Linked DNA regions of Sus scrofa: all the other regions are linked to region 2. A link is a contact called in public Hi-C and HiChIP or PLAC-seq data. All regions are on one chromosome and are shown on one strand. The core of a region is the stretch at or near the end of the contact, and the rest is flanking DNA. Distances in the headings are between cores, read along the strand shown.

The links. Hi-C and Micro-C count contacts between places; a contact is called where the count stands out from the background. HiChIP or PLAC-seq counts read pairs in DNA pulled down with a chosen protein or histone mark.
Region 1: a Hi-C map of retroperitoneal adipose tissue shows a contact between it and region 2, with 1.8 times the contacts expected there. The contact joins two enhancer-like sites. A contact is called at or near these places in 10 of 47 Hi-C or Micro-C datasets (brain, embryonic fibroblasts, epiblast stem cells and 6 more) and 1 of 2 datasets of contacts at active chromatin or transcription factors (skeletal muscle).
Region 3: an H3K27ac HiChIP or PLAC-seq map of skeletal muscle shows a contact between it and region 2. The contact joins two enhancer-like sites. A contact is called at or near these places in 1 of 5 promoter capture datasets (liver), 24 of 47 Hi-C or Micro-C datasets (adipose tissue, alveolar macrophages, brain and 13 more) and 2 of 2 datasets of contacts at active chromatin or transcription factors (alveolar macrophages and skeletal muscle).

The regions. Positions count from the first base shown.
Region 1 is chr8:87,021,003-87,026,082 of Sscrofa11.1, reverse strand. The region is part of intron 1 of MAML3 (mastermind-like protein 3); the gene reads right to left. Among named protein-coding and RNA genes, the nearest start is that of MAML3, 140 kb to the right of the region's middle. Within about 2 kb of position 1,717, at least 9 of the 83 cell types and tissues checked have an H3K27ac peak or open chromatin away from gene starts, as enhancers often do. A contact at or near this core is called in brain and retroperitoneal adipose tissue, where this site is marked.
Region 2 is chr8:87,287,883-87,292,442 of Sscrofa11.1, reverse strand. The region is part of intron 4 of MAML3 (mastermind-like protein 3); the gene reads right to left. Among named protein-coding and RNA genes, the nearest start is that of MGST2, 100 kb to the left of the region's middle. Within about 2 kb of position 1,517, at least 69 of the 83 cell types and tissues checked have an H3K27ac peak or open chromatin away from gene starts, as enhancers often do. A contact at or near this core is called in adipose tissue, brain, fetal skeletal muscle and 5 more, where this site is marked.
Region 3 is chr8:86,813,140-86,817,944 of Sscrofa11.1, reverse strand. All of the region lies in intron 3 of LOC110262151 (a long non-coding RNA gene), which reads right to left. Among named protein-coding and RNA genes, the nearest start is that of MAML3, 64 kb to the left of the region's middle. Within about 2 kb of position 2,979, at least 59 of the 83 cell types and tissues checked have an H3K27ac peak or open chromatin away from gene starts, as enhancers often do. A contact at or near this core is called in adipose tissue, brain, fetal skeletal muscle and 5 more, where this site is marked.

The DNA of each region.
Region 1 (5,080 bases), core at 468-2,967, 270 kb after region 2:
GGGGGACTGAAGATCCAGGAGCCTGAACTTTGAATAACACAGTTCCACTGGGTTGATGCTTCCACTGACCAATTCTTTCTCAAAATTCCTCTCTGTCCATATACATGATGACCTAAGCTTCTAGAGCTGGAGGGAACTTTGCAGGGGGGCCCACAGGAGTTACTATGTTCCCCTGAACTGGTGCTATAGCACCAGGACTTGATGTCCGCCCCTGGGCCTGTCCTGTGTTGAGCCTGCCACACTAGCTTGGGGCACATTTGGAACTGATGTTAATTAGCATTGCTTCTTTGGGTTAGGTCTGGGTTACCCTACGAGAACATTTTAGGTGGAGCTCTTGGACAGAATTCCAAATATACTGGGAGGGAAGCACCTAGTGAAAGAAAAATATAGAGCACACCTTAGGTACAAGGAGGAAAGGTACTAAGTGGTACTGAGGGGTAGGGGATAGGGCAGGGAGCGGTGTGAAAAAGAGAAGCAGAAACAAAAGCTCTGGGATGGCTGGAGCCAAGGGACTGACGCCTGTAAGGCCAACAAGATCAATCTCTCTTTCTGTGTTTGGGGACAACATTTTGCCAGTGACATCCTCCAAAGGAGACTGAGAGACTAGCCTTTGTCCTGAAAGGGTCTTTAAAAAGTACCAGATTCAAGTTCTAATGTGGCCACACATGGGGCTCTGTGTCCTAGGAAATGTCTTAAAGCATCCTCTAAGCTCGGTTTCCATATCTTGAACAATAAGGGATTGGCATTTTTTTTTTTTTTTTTTTTTTTTTGGTGGCGCTCACAGCAAGCAGAAGTCCTTGGGCCAGGGATCAAACCCTTGCCACAGCAGTGACCCAAGCCACAGCAGTGACAATGCCAGATCCTTAACTTGATGAGCTACCAGAGAACTTTGGGACGGGCTCCCTGAATTAAGTCTGTCCCAGCTATAGGATTTCTATGCTGGAGAGCTTGAAGTTCCCCCAAGGAAAAGTTTTTTGTGTCCATTACAAATGGCTTTAAGAGTTCTGTCAACCCAAGCTTTCTCCTCTCGCTGTTCTCCTCAGCACAAGCAAGAGAATCACTTAAAAAGCACTGTAAGCCACAGGTAATGGGCAGAAGAGAAGAGAGAGGCTGTAAATGAGCTCTTTAGAGCCAAGCCCTATCAAGCCATTATTAATGCTTTACACCAGCCAGAATGTGGAGGCACGTATTTATTTCAGAAGCCTTTCTGAACATGTACCTGGCCATTGAAATTCACAAGGCATTTGTTATCACGTTGTGTTTCTTATTAACAATGGCACAGCAGCCAGGATACATTGACAGTTCTCTCCAAGCCCCAGAATATTGGGGGAGGGAATGTAATTCAACAGCACCTTCCCTTTACTTCAGACCGATGGGCGAGCACTATCCCCCTCATTCATGCCAGCCCCCCAGTATTTTTCACTGTTACATCAAGAACATGTAACTCCCAAATCCACAGTCACACTGTCCATTTTAAAGGCATCACATCTTATGTCCTTACTTCTTTGAAGCTCATTAGAAGCTGGACCTTCTGAGCATTTACCTAAGATCCTCTCCAATCACTTGAATCATAAAACCAGGAAAGAGAGGAAGGGGCCGTGGGGGCGCGAGGAGCAGGAAAAAGAAAGAAAATGGGATGAACAGAGGCTGAGGGAGACTGGCTATGGAGTGGGGGTGAGACACCGCTACCCACCGCAGACAAAGAACACTAGACACAGAAGGGAGACAATGAAGGCTCAGAGCAAACGCAGAGCAGAGAGAGCGTGGGGGTGGGGGGGGCAGGGAAGCCCCCCAGCAGCCCCCTCCCCAAACCCGGGCTCGCCTGGTGCCAGCTGATGGCTCACAACAGCTGCTCCGCTGCGGAGGAGAGACTCACAGTCATTTCCTGGCTAAGAGGATTTCTACCGTTTTAATTAGTTTTGCTGTTTTGGGTTTCTTTTTCTTTTTCTTTAAGATAAGAAATAACACCTCTCCATCCCCATACTCCCCTGGACACAGCTGTATTTTCAACCATCCAAAGAACAAACAATGATTTTGATTTCTTTACTACGAGTTGAGGATTGCTTGTGAAATCGAATAAATAATTAAGAGGAAGGAGGAAGTTCAGCAAAGTAGTTCAAATCTGTGCTCCTCTGAAAAACACAGGTAGAAAAACTGGGGTCCTCCGTGGAATGGGGTTGGGAGACAGGCTGCTGACATCTGTAAATTAACCTTAACCTAAAGGCATCACCTCCCTTTGTCCTGTTTGGCTGTAGTGACGACAAGACAATGCCGAGGAGAAGAATTTTTTAAATATTTCACTCCTCCTCTTGCCCCAAAAAGATCTAGAACAGGTTAATTCAGTCCTGATTCCTAGTCATCCCTGACAGAAAAAGAACTGGGGATTTCACAAGTAATATGTGTAAAATCTTCCTTAACCTAGAAAACATTGTGGGTGGGGGGAAATCACCTCAAAACTGAGATCTAAAACTAAAACATGGAAAAGAGGAACGCTAACAGTGCAGCTGCTAAACAGCCACGGTAGGATGCTGCAAACGTGTTCACCACAGGACTAGATCTCTCAAAACCCACTGTCTGTTTACAAACAAAGCACTTACTAAATAATACCCCAGGTAACAGATGATGATAGGAATAGGGTTTGCTCTTTTAAATAACAACAGATTGGGGGGAAAATTCCCATACCATCAGACCACAAATTAAATGAAACTTCACTTTTAACTGGAAAAAACGCAGATCTAGCTGGGGAAGCTGATTTCCGCCCACCCTCCATTCTCCCAAAAGGAGATTAGAAAGAGAAAACAGAAAAACATATGTCCTAGAGATGAATTTTGGTAATGAATGCTATAAACATTCATAGGGAGATACGCTATTTCACAGGTCTTCGAAAAAATATTTTAATATGCACACATGAGTCAAACACTCTGCAATAAAATGCATTCATGTTTCATTGTTTTTATACACTGCAGGAAGGAGTTGAAGTCTTGTCACTCACCTGACGAAATCTGATCTCTCTGAAATCTCTCACCCTAAGGTGTTAAAGATGTTGGTGCTGTGACATAATTCCACCTCAAGTCATCTTGTGGGAAACACAGGTCAGTTTTAAAGCACCAGGTGGGCAAACGGTCCTTATTTAATTACCCAACCTTGAATGATAGGTGGGGTGCTTAGAGGCTGCCACTTGAGATCATGTGCCATGCAAGGGGTTTCCAAATTTAAGCTGGCTTGTACAGTAAGCTGACTCGTGTTTATCAGAACAACTGAGGCTTTGAAGAAAATGCTCTTCTGTCTTGTCCTTAATTCTAAAGGGGCAAGAGGGAGAAGCAGAGTGGGAGGAGGACCTGCAGCCCTCCCCTCTCCTGGCTGGTACTGGCGTGAACAAGATGTAAGTTAGGGAATATTTCAAAACCCTTCAACAAGGTGGAGAAAAGGGTGATTAGTATGTTCTCTCATTCAACGGAAGTAGTTCTGTTGACCTCTGAGGGGCAAACAATTTTCAGGCCAGCTTTGCATCCAATCACAGTTAATGAGGAACTGAAGTTGACATTCTAAATTCTTCTATCAAATTAAAACAATAAAACAGGTAGTTAATAACAGCAAATACTTACATATATCTTACCATATGCCAGACACTTTTAAGGGCTTTGCATATATTAACTCATTTAAACCTCCCAACAACCCCCGAGGTGGGTACTGTATTCAGATGAGTATAAACTTGGTTATACCTGAGAAATAACAAGCTTCATAATGTTGGTGATATAGTGGGACAGAGGTGGGTAATAACTTTGAAAGGGGATCTCAGAAGCCTATGTATCCTGTAACATAGGGTGTCATCCTATATATTGCTGGGGCAAATATTACAGTAAGAAAACAGATTACGGGAAATCTCATATCTGCATTTTGTTCAAATGGCTCTGATCATAAATTTCCACTGAAGAGAATACTGATCTCTATAGAGAAAACGGTAAGATTTTAAAACGATTAGGAAAAAAAGAGGATGTGTAATAAAGGGTGAAAAGATTTCACTGTAGCTAAAAAAAAAAAAAAAAATCTACCATCGGCTTGAGGAAAATTGCCTACACTCATTTAAAGAGCAGAAGGAAATCTCACAAGAAAACTGGGCTGGTCCTTCTTAGAAATAGTAATTGCTACAGCTTTCACTTCCTGAGATTCTTCCCAATGCCAATTTCTGGTAGCTAAAATAATACTAAGGATATGGAAGATGAGGCAAAGGGGGAAGGGACATGTTTCTGTATTCTGTTACTTTTGGGGGCAGGGTGGGGAAGCCTCAGAGATTTAGCAAGAAAGAGGGAAAAGAAATAACAATGGAAAAAAAGAGTCCTGTATTAGTTACTTTTACCTTTTCACCCATTTTAAATTCAGCTCTTGGGGACCAAAAGGATGGAGGGATAATCGGGTTAGATGCCAAAGTCGTGGGTCCAGGACACCTGGGAGACCAGGGTGATGACACGCTTCAATCAACAGCTGAGAGAGTTGAAGGAAAATACTAGGCTTCCCAGACTCCAACTCCTGACCTGTGTCTCTTCCCACATGACCCTGGAGAAGCCACAGGCCTCCACCCACCCACCGCTTCCCTGTTCTTTGCCTAAAATCTCTGGGAGAGACTGCCTTTTGCAGGGGCATGGCCCTTCAGGCCATAGTAATCCAGCAACTCACAGCTCACTTGGCCTTACTGTCAAAGAGAATTTTTCCTCAGTAAGAAATGGCATTGTTGGGCGTTGTTAAGTCAATTTGGACTGCTGAGAAAAGGGATTCTGATGTCTAGGATTAATATTTGTGATATTTACTCTGGAGTTAGAATATTTTTTAAATGTTTTCACATGGTGTTTACAGGTTGCTGACCTTTTAGAGTCATATCACATGGTGAGGACCAAACATTTTCTGACCAAATATTTTTCAAATAAAGTAGGTTTATTAGAAACACAGTTTACCACCTATCCTTATGGCAGGGATCCCTGAAGGAACTCCAAAAAGAAACCACAGGCAGATAAGAGATGAAAAGGCAAACGACAAATCTTTTTTTTTTTTCCCTCCCAAGTTAAAAGCCTGCCTTTGTATTGAT
Region 2 (4,560 bases), core at 268-2,767:
TAACCCACTGAGCAAGGCCAGGGATCAAACCTGCAACCTCATGATTCCTAGTCAGAGTCATTAACCACTGAGCCACGACAGGGACTCCTGGGCTATGTGCAACATCCGTGATCCGAGGTTGATCCAGCTGTAGGACTTTCCCAACCAGCTCTGCTGCTTCAACAGCAGTGACACCTAGAGCCCCAGGCTCAGGGGTGTGAGCCCAGTGCAAAGACACATGCACGGAGTGACTCACCTTACAAATTGAGCTGGTGAGGCCATTAGCTGTTTCATATGACATGGTGGCTTTTAACCTCCAGTCTGAGAAGGCTTAATGAGCAATAGTCTGGAGAATTTCAGGATTTCAAGCCACTGCTCTTGTTTCTAAGGAGGACACACACTGGGTGTGCAATTAGAGAAAAACCAGGCTGAGCTTTCGTCACCAGAAATGTAATGCCTTGAAGCCAAATGATGCAGTATTTTTAGTTTTAATTACTAGCTTGTTCTCTACTCCACCCCCGGCCCAACGACCTCCCTTGCCTTCTACCCAGAATCTTAATTCCGTCTCTTCCCCTCAGAAATCCAATTGAATACATAGATCTTCATTACTCCCCAAAGCTCTCATGCTTCACTAAAATAAAGGTGGGGGGGGAATCAAAACCAAGGAACCTATTTTACGTATCTTCTCCTCCAGGGAAAAGATCCCTGCAATTTTCTAAGGGCTGGAGAGAGGTAGGAGGTGTAAAAAACACCCCACCTTCCCCAAAGAAGCAGTTTTCTACTTCAAAAAAACAGCTGTGGTAAAAATATCTCTCAAGAGCAGCCAGCTGTTTATTTATAAATCTGTGCGTAGGGAAGCTTTATTTCTCTTATGTGTTTTCAAGAACATGCAGAGTATTTGGGTGAGAAGGGCCGGGGTTGCTGGCGGCAAACCAACGATGACTAGCTCCTTGGGGATGGAGGGCGGCGGGGGACGGCAAAAGGCGGCCGGCGGGGATGAGAGGGTGCCCGGACTTTGCGAAGTGGCTGGAGGCAGCCTAGGGCTTCAGTCTTTTTTCAGGTGTTCTCCTCCGGCAAGAACGCAGCTGCTGTTCTCCTCCTGCCCCAGCAGATGGTGGTGTCAGCCCGGCCCTCGCTGCCAGCCCGCCTGCTCCGCCCGCTCCGCCCGCGCGGCGTGTCCCCCACCCCCAGCTTGCAGATGGCTTAATCATGACTCGCCTTCCTCCCCCACCCCGTCCCCCCGCCCCGCGCGTCTGGGCTAACGCTGCGAGCGTGGAGCCAGGCAGTCAAGTGTTACTGCGTACAGCAGGTAGCCTGGCAACTGAGAGCATAATATCGAGCAGATGGTGTTCGCATGGCGTGATGGACATCACACACGACAGCCTGAGACAATCCAGGAATTCCCTGGTGACTGGAGGCCCTCTTTACACAAAATGAGTTCTCTCTCCATTGCCCTGTATCTCTGGGGTTATCTCCCCCCACCCCCATCTCCGACTGACACTGAACTGGTTTCTTATTACCGACTTTGCTTCCAGCCCGAGGAGAGCGAGATCTCACGTGGGGGGTGGGGGAAGCCGTGGAAGGAAACGGAAGGGCCGGGAGCTGGAGGACGTGATGGGGACGGTGGCGACCCGAGACGGGAGGGAGAGTGGTGCACCCCAGACCCCGGGGCCGGCTGGCCGAGAGGGACGGGCTTCCTCGCAGCCCCAGCTGCAACCAAGCCGGCGCGGGGAGGCGAGCCTGGGCTCAATGTCTTTGCCACCGCAGGGCCTGCAAACTGCCTCAATGAAATTTAGGATTTTACTTAAAAAGTCCCCTGGGGCGTAATTTAGCCTCTCAACTCGAGCCCGTAAGCTTACAAGTCCTTAGGGGACTCTAAGAAGTCAGAAGTGTGGCCCGTGCGCCCCCGGCCGGCCTGAAGATGACTCTCCGCGCAGGCGTCCTTAACAAAGAAACCGACGCGGCGGTCTGGGCGCTGGCGGGGGCGGCGCGGGGGGCCGGGAGGTCTTCCGCCCAGGGCCCCAGGAACTCCGCCCTGCTCTACAGCCGGTGTGGCAGCTGTGCGCCCCAGGGGCGCCGTGCCTGCCCCATCCCCTTCCCGCCAGGCCGTGTGTGCCAGCCGCCTGGAAGGAAGTGGGAGCAGAGGGCTTGGGGGCTGCTAGGAGAGTTGTTCACCGGTAGGAAAATGTAAAATCAATGCATACACAAAAAGCATGCCCCAGAAGACAATTCTGGGCTTTTCACACACTGAAGTGGATCAACTCATTAAAAAAAAAATTTTTTTTCCAGCCCAAACGGAATTTTGCCTAGATTCTATACATCAAGACATTTCTATGTCCAACCTCACACTTTGGGGCTTTCTCCTGCAAAGGCACTGTTCAAATTTTAAGCTTCAGAAGGACGAAGTATTTTCAAAGGTGGAAGCTGACGTTTCACATAGAACATCACTTGCCGAGAAATAGTTCAGCGGTTTCAGGGCAGAGAACCCACACTCCCTAGGAGGCTGTGCGGAGGCATCTGGCTGTGTCTCCCAGGGGCTCAAGGGTGGGGAACTGGCACTAAGAGGCTCCAGGACCCATTTGATGTCTCTGTCTCAATCTCCACCTTCTCAAATGAAAATCACATCCATAGGACTCCTCCCTCAGCAAGAGAAACTTTGAAAGAGCTGTAGAGAGAAAGTGCTAAGAAGATGCTCAGGAAGGTGCTGAAACCTCTCCCACCTCCAGTGCGGGCTGCTGGGAAACCATGATGGGCTAAATCAGGGCTTCTCAAAGTGTGGTTCCAGAACTGGCACCATTAGCATCACCTGAGAGCTTGTTAGAAATGCAAATTCTCAGGCTGGGGGGGGGCGGGCAGGCCTCCTGAATCAGAGCCCCTGGGAACAGTTTAACATGCCCTCTGAGAATTACCACACCCACATTTTAAGAAACACCTGGGCAGATAATCCTGGTTTATAGGCACAAACTGCATTCTGGGGCTTGAGCACTCTCTGTGCCCTGACTGGATTGCAAGCCCTGCATTTTCAAGAGCAATTCAGGGTGCTGCATTTCTTAGGTTTCTATTGAAAATTCTTCTGCATTTGGAAGAAGAACTCTCAAAATTTCCGAGGGCAGCTCAGGGAATGTAAACCCAAGAGTTCTGAAAGGAGATTATGGCGCCATGATTCTTCCAGAAAGGTCAGTGGTCCTGCATCTCTGCTGTGGAGGCTGCAGAGCAGCCAGGATTGAGAAAGGGTGAGGCCAGTTAAACTTCCTTGCCCAGGGAGGAAGCATCAAACAACTAGACTTCTTGGCCCCTGGTCTGGTATAAGATAGGAAAGCTATGATTTGAGGAAAGTCCCCTCTTCAAACTTGAAGACCAGAAGCAACAATGGAAGACAGCTAACACTTGGGGCACCTACTGTATGCAAAACACTCAGCTCAGTGTTTTCATCTGCGTAAACTCTTTTTTTTTTTTTTTTTTTGCCTTTTAGGGCTGACCCGTGGCATATGGAGGTTCCCATGCTCGGCATCTAATCGGAGCTACAGCTGCTGGCCTACGCCATAGCCACAGCAACGCAGGATCCAAGCCACATCTGCCACCTACACCACATCTCACAGCAATGCCAGATCCTTAACCCACTGAGCTAGGCCAGGGATTGAACCCACAACCCCATGGTTCCTAGTCAAATTTGTTTCCATTGCACCACAACTGGAACTCCATGCGTAAACTCATTTTGATGATTTAAAAAAAGTCCCAGTCTCTGAGAGGTGAAGTAACTTGTCTGATGTCCCACAGCTGATGGTGGTCTTTGGGATTCTGACTTTTCCACTGACCAGAACATGCATCTGGTCTAAACTGAGCAGACCACCCAAGAGGACTCAGGAGTAATGAGAAATGGGAGAGGGGTGGGGGTAGAGAGGAATGAGCATAGAATGAAAAGGTAGAAACTCTATTGGGATCAAAGGATGGAGCTGAAAGAGCACAAAAATATACATCATTTTTTATATGTTGCCTGATACCCAAAATTAGGATGGCTTTGTGGCATCAACTTCGACATTTAAAGAAAGGGCATAAGATTAGACCATTCAACCAGAAATGGAAAGAAAAATCAAAATAAAATAAAACCTTAGAATTCTCTTTGAAGTCGATCAAGTATCAGGGCAGAAACGTGGTTTCAGGATGGTGGTTTCTTTTGCAGAAAGGTTTTCTTTGCTTCTGTCCAGAATAATTTCTCACTGTGGGTTTGGAGAGTTGCTTATGATAAATTCATAGCAGAGTCCCAATAGGCCTTTCATATAAACCCCTCTGTTTCAGCAGATTACTGAAGAAGTTAGGATTAAAAAGTTTGTTTTATGATATGTGGTGTTTGTGTCCCTAAGACGACCGGATTTTGAAGCAGTTTACTAATTTAGGAAGCCTATCACTGAAAGGGCAGTAACTTGGGGCCCACACTAAGCCTGCTAATGGGTTTAGGAAAAGTTCTTTTTTTTTTTTTTTTGGTCTTTCTGTCTTTTTTGTAGGGCTGCACCTGTGGCACAAGGAGCTTCTTAGGCTAGGGGTCCAATCAGAGCTGTAGCCACTGGCCTACACCACAGCCAC
Region 3 (4,805 bases), core at 1,730-4,229, 480 kb after region 2:
CCCCACCAGGGGTCACTAAGAAAGGGCTGGGATCTCTTATTCTAAAACCTTTCTAACTCCTACCCATTGGAACTTTCCAAGCTGGACTGACTAGTCTGGGCTCTTTCCTACTCTCCCTCCTTGTTTCAGCTTTCACTTTCAAACAAATCCAGGTCCACCTTTCCTCCTTGAAAAAGGAGAACATCAGGCCGGTTGGTAGCCCAGGTTTGTGGCTGTAACCCCTAAGCGGAGCTTTGTGACAAAGGAGCTTGGACTAAGAAAGCGACTTTGGTAATATCCTGTTTATCTGCCTCCAGGAACGTGAATATACCCTCCCCACAATGGAGCAGAGTAACAGCTCATAAGAATCTGCAAATAATAGCACGGTCATGGAGTGTGCACCGGGACACTTTCATCTTAAATTAAATTGAGGGAGGCTCAGGATAAAGTCTATATTTATGCCGTCTATCTTGTTCATAAGATACAAAATGTATCATTTCTCTGAAAGACAATAAAGGAGACTGGGAAATTCTGCAAAAAAAAAAAGAAACGACAAATGTTTAAATATTAAAAGGATAACACCAGTTGCCAACAAGGTTCTATTCGAAACCAGAGACTACAATGAATACATAGAAACGCGGGTGGAATTTTTAATTTTCCAGCAAAAATGTTCCATGAACTATCCTATCCTTTGTTTCCTTTGGTTGTAGACAGTTTGGGGACGGTGCTTCCAGTGTAGCTCTCGATGTATTTTTAATTGTTGTGTGGTCCAGTCCCTGCCCCCAACAACAGCCACACAAAGGACCTAAACTGTGGTTACAGGTAGTGGTTGTAATCTCTGCCCCTGGAAGCTTTGAAGGTGCTTCCAGCTGCATCAAAGTGCTTCATTGCTTTGTGCATCTCTGCCCAACTTCAAAGCCCCGCTGCCAGGAACTTGTAGGGCGGTCTACCTTGTAGTTCTAAAGGAGCTATTACTCTCTATTTATTGTGCAAATTTTTATGGAGATGCCTTGGTATCTTTCCTGACTCACTGCTTAGACTTGTAGTAGCTTCTTCTTCTAGCTAGGATTAGGACTGTCTAGGAAAATTATCTACAGGAATAGGGTAGGGTCAGGACTGCCTGCGACTAATCCTGCTAACTTCAAGGTCTAGGATGCCACACCCTGTTCAACTATTTGAAAAGGTTCTACTAGCACAGTGGCCAGGGAGCATGCCCTTAGGAGCCTAAAGGGAGCTAATTAGTTTTAGGCAGCTAAAGAAAAAAAAAGTTTCACCTTTGTAAAAATGATTGGCAGAGGATTGTGAAAGAAAGAGGAGTCCTAAGATATAAGAGCAAATAGATGCTCTAAGACAAGGTATCTACTAGAACTTTCTGCAGTGATGGAAATGTTCTGGAACTCTAGGCAATAACTTAGCCCCTGCCCCTGCGTGGTTGTGGAACACTTGAAATATTCCTGGAGTGATTGAAGAACTGAATTTTCAGTTTTATTTAACTAATGTAATATGGCTACCGGCTACTATATGGACTAGCATGGCTCTAGGAATTAACAGTGTGTGTGTGTGTGTGTGTGTGTGTTTAGAAAATGTAGAGCCTCATGTGGAAGGAGGAGAGGGAAAAGGAAGAAAAAAATATTGCCTACTGGAAAAATCCTTTTGACCCACAGCCACGAGATCTCCACCCGGGCAATAAGATCCGAGTCATCAGTCCCAAAGAGAAGAGTGTCATCATGCATTTCCATTCACCACTGGGGTACGAGGCTGCCATGCCCACACACAGGATGGCACTTCTCTGCATTCACGCCTCCTGATGGATGGCATTCCAAGCAGTCGTGTGCTGGGCAATGGGCAAGGGGGAAAGGTAATGAAATTGCCTCCTCATTGACAAGCCCGAGCCGATCGTGTGTCATTGTGCATGGCTGTCACTTGCAGACATCAAGGGTGCCCAATCCCAGGTAAGACACCCGCCCTCTGAAAGCGACATAAATCAGGAGTTGTTCAAGTAGAGAGGGGTCATCAAGAGGCCACAGGAAATCTCAGGCCTGTCTGCGGGTCTGATGCGGGCCTTGAAATGGTTCCCTGAAGCTGGCAAAAATGTGGGATTCTGGATCCTTTGGTGGGGCCTCCCAGCCGTGTGGGTGCTGCAGGCAACCTCCTGATGGAAGGAGGAAGGAAACACGGAGCGACATGCAGGGGAGTGTCTGTACGTGTGATGGGAGATCGCTGCTGGTGTGAGGCCAGGGCTCCAGACACTGCAGCAGGGAGATGGGCCCCCCACCCCGTATTCATTTTCCACGTAGTTCGAATTAGGAAACACTGAAGACCTCTAGGAAACTATAAAGAACCAGACATTAATAAGTCTTTGCTCCATCCAGGGAAAGAAAAAAAGCACAACTTATTAATTAACCCATATTTCATTTCTGTACAGTTGTCTTTTTCTCTCTGCCTCCTGATGTCCGCATCTGGGTGCAGCGTTCAGTGTGGTACTGAAATGTTTAAGTGCTGCGGCGGCTGTCGGACTTTCTAGTCAGGAGAGATTTGGCCTTTTTTTTTATCGTGAATTCTTTTGTTTTTCCCTGTGGCCAGCTGCTACAAAGATGCAGTCAATTTAGATTAAACAGGCTGAGGAGTGCTATTCAACATGTCAGCCAGGCAGACTTCTGGAAACCCAGGCTTCGGCAGGTACAGCTTTGAAAGAAAAAAAAGCAAAAAAAAAAAGAAGAGTCAAGAGGCTGTTCCCACAGGGGACAGACTCTGGTCTTAAGTCTGGGAATGCGAGCCGGGGTCCTTGGAGTGCCCGCACGGGGTTCTCCACGTTCGGCGCCGGGAACAGCTTGCGCCCTTTCTTTCTGCCTGTCTTCACCCTCGTCCTGCTCCTCCCCTTTCCCTGCTGCCACTGGTTTCTGTCTCCATTGTTCCCTTAAGCCCAGCAGCCCGTGTGCAGCCAGGCCCAGCGCACGCTCCCTCAGCCAGCAACTTCCTCTGAAGCTGCAACGCATAATTACAACCAGCTGCTCCGGGCGGCTGGCCGGCCAGCTCTGCAAACAAGCATCCTGATACGCGGAGTTCCAGGGAGGCAACAGCCTGCTCTTGGCAGCAGCAAATCCTCCGAAGGAAATGCCCACACCCTTGGAAGAAGAGAGAGCAGCCCTTCTCCCTCCGGTGGCTCCCAGAGGCCAGCTGTCTCCTCTCTCTCCCATGTCAGAGAGGGTCATTTTTACTGTCCCTGGGAAGGCGCTTGCTCTGTCACCTGCAGCTGCCCTCGCCCTGCCCTGCTGGCCTATTGTCTGGGCTGGTGCCACCCCAAGCAGGGTGGTGTGCTCCTAAGACTAATGCAGGGTGGGGGGAGCAGGAGGGATCCTGGCTTCTGGTCAGCATCCTAGTTGAGGTGGTTTGTGAGCCATAGATGGGCTTGGGAAATAGACCCTCAGCTAGCAGAAGGCCAAGAGACAACTGATGTTGCTTTAAAAACAAAAACAAAAACAGGGAAAATCCAAACAAATCTGGCTTAGCCTCTAACTAAGAGAGCAGCAGGTGGGCATGAGTGGATTCGCTCAGGACCCAGCTCAGAGCTGTGGGTTCATTTGGGGGCCTCAGTGATCTTTCAGGCTTGGCTACAAGTATGACTCTGATCCAAAATTAGGCTTTGAATGTGTAACACAAGGCGGCGTGCCCCGCCCACCGCCTCTCTCTGCCCTCTGCTGTTTCTTCAGAGGCTGGCTCTGAGCCAGATCTGGCCCTTCTGGCTCCTGGGGGGGAGGGCTGGCCGCAGTGTTCTGTTTCCAGGCAGGGCTTTAGGGTGGGTGAAGGTGCACAGGCTATTCAGGAAGAGGAGGGGAGACTGATAGGCTTTTAGAAGGATACCCGAACCTCAAACCACCTACCCTATCAACCCAAAGCTGGAGGAAACCAAGCAGGAGGAAGGCGGGCGTGCTACCCAGGGCTGGCTGCCCACCTTGCTTCTGCCCACTGTGCCTTCCAGCTCGGGCTCTCCCTTGGTCTCCAGCAGTGAGAGCAGAGCCAGGCCGGGCCAGCCGCTCTGTCATATCCAAGAGCAGCCACAGAGGTGGGGAGCAGCTGGGAGTATGCTGTTGAAAAGGAACTGCTCATTTTCCAGGGCAATTTCCCAGGGATGCCGGTCCTGGCAGGAGCAGTGCGAGTGGGACCAAAGGGAGCATCTTTGAGAGGCTGGTCCTCTCTGAGCTCCAGCAGCCAGACCCCAGGCAGCAGCAGTGGGCTAGCTGTCCGGCTGGTGGGGTTCCCCTTCACAGCCTTCTTCGTCTCACTGTTTAAAAATCTTGGTAGGACTTTTTTTTTTTTTTTTTTTTTTTTCAGAGCGATGCCTGCCATGGGGTGCTTCCTGGGAAGGAATTTCAAAGCAACCTGGATGGGCGAAGGGCAGGCAGACAACTAGTCACTCTTAAATGTGTGTCAACAATGGAGTTGGTGTCTCATCAGCTGCAGCTTTTCTCAGTTTCTTCGTCAGTCTCTGATCATCTTTGCAATTCAATTCCTCACAGGGAAAAAAAAAAAAAACAACAAAACAAAACACCAGCTTAAAGTGCTCTTTTGGTGTGCAGCCCACGCTTTCGCTTCTGATTCTTAAGCCTGGATACACTTGAGAAGCACATACAAAGCGAATGCGTCTGTGAGAGCATCACCACCAGGCTCTTTCAGCCCAAAGCTGACTTGTGCAGCTTGACTGGCTCCTCCACTTAGAGCAGTTGGGAGGTCTCGGGGACGGGGCAATGTGATCTGGGGCAAGTTTTTCTTCAGGCTTGCAAGGAGGAACCAGCTTAACAAGCAGGCATGTCTGAGCTCTCACTTCA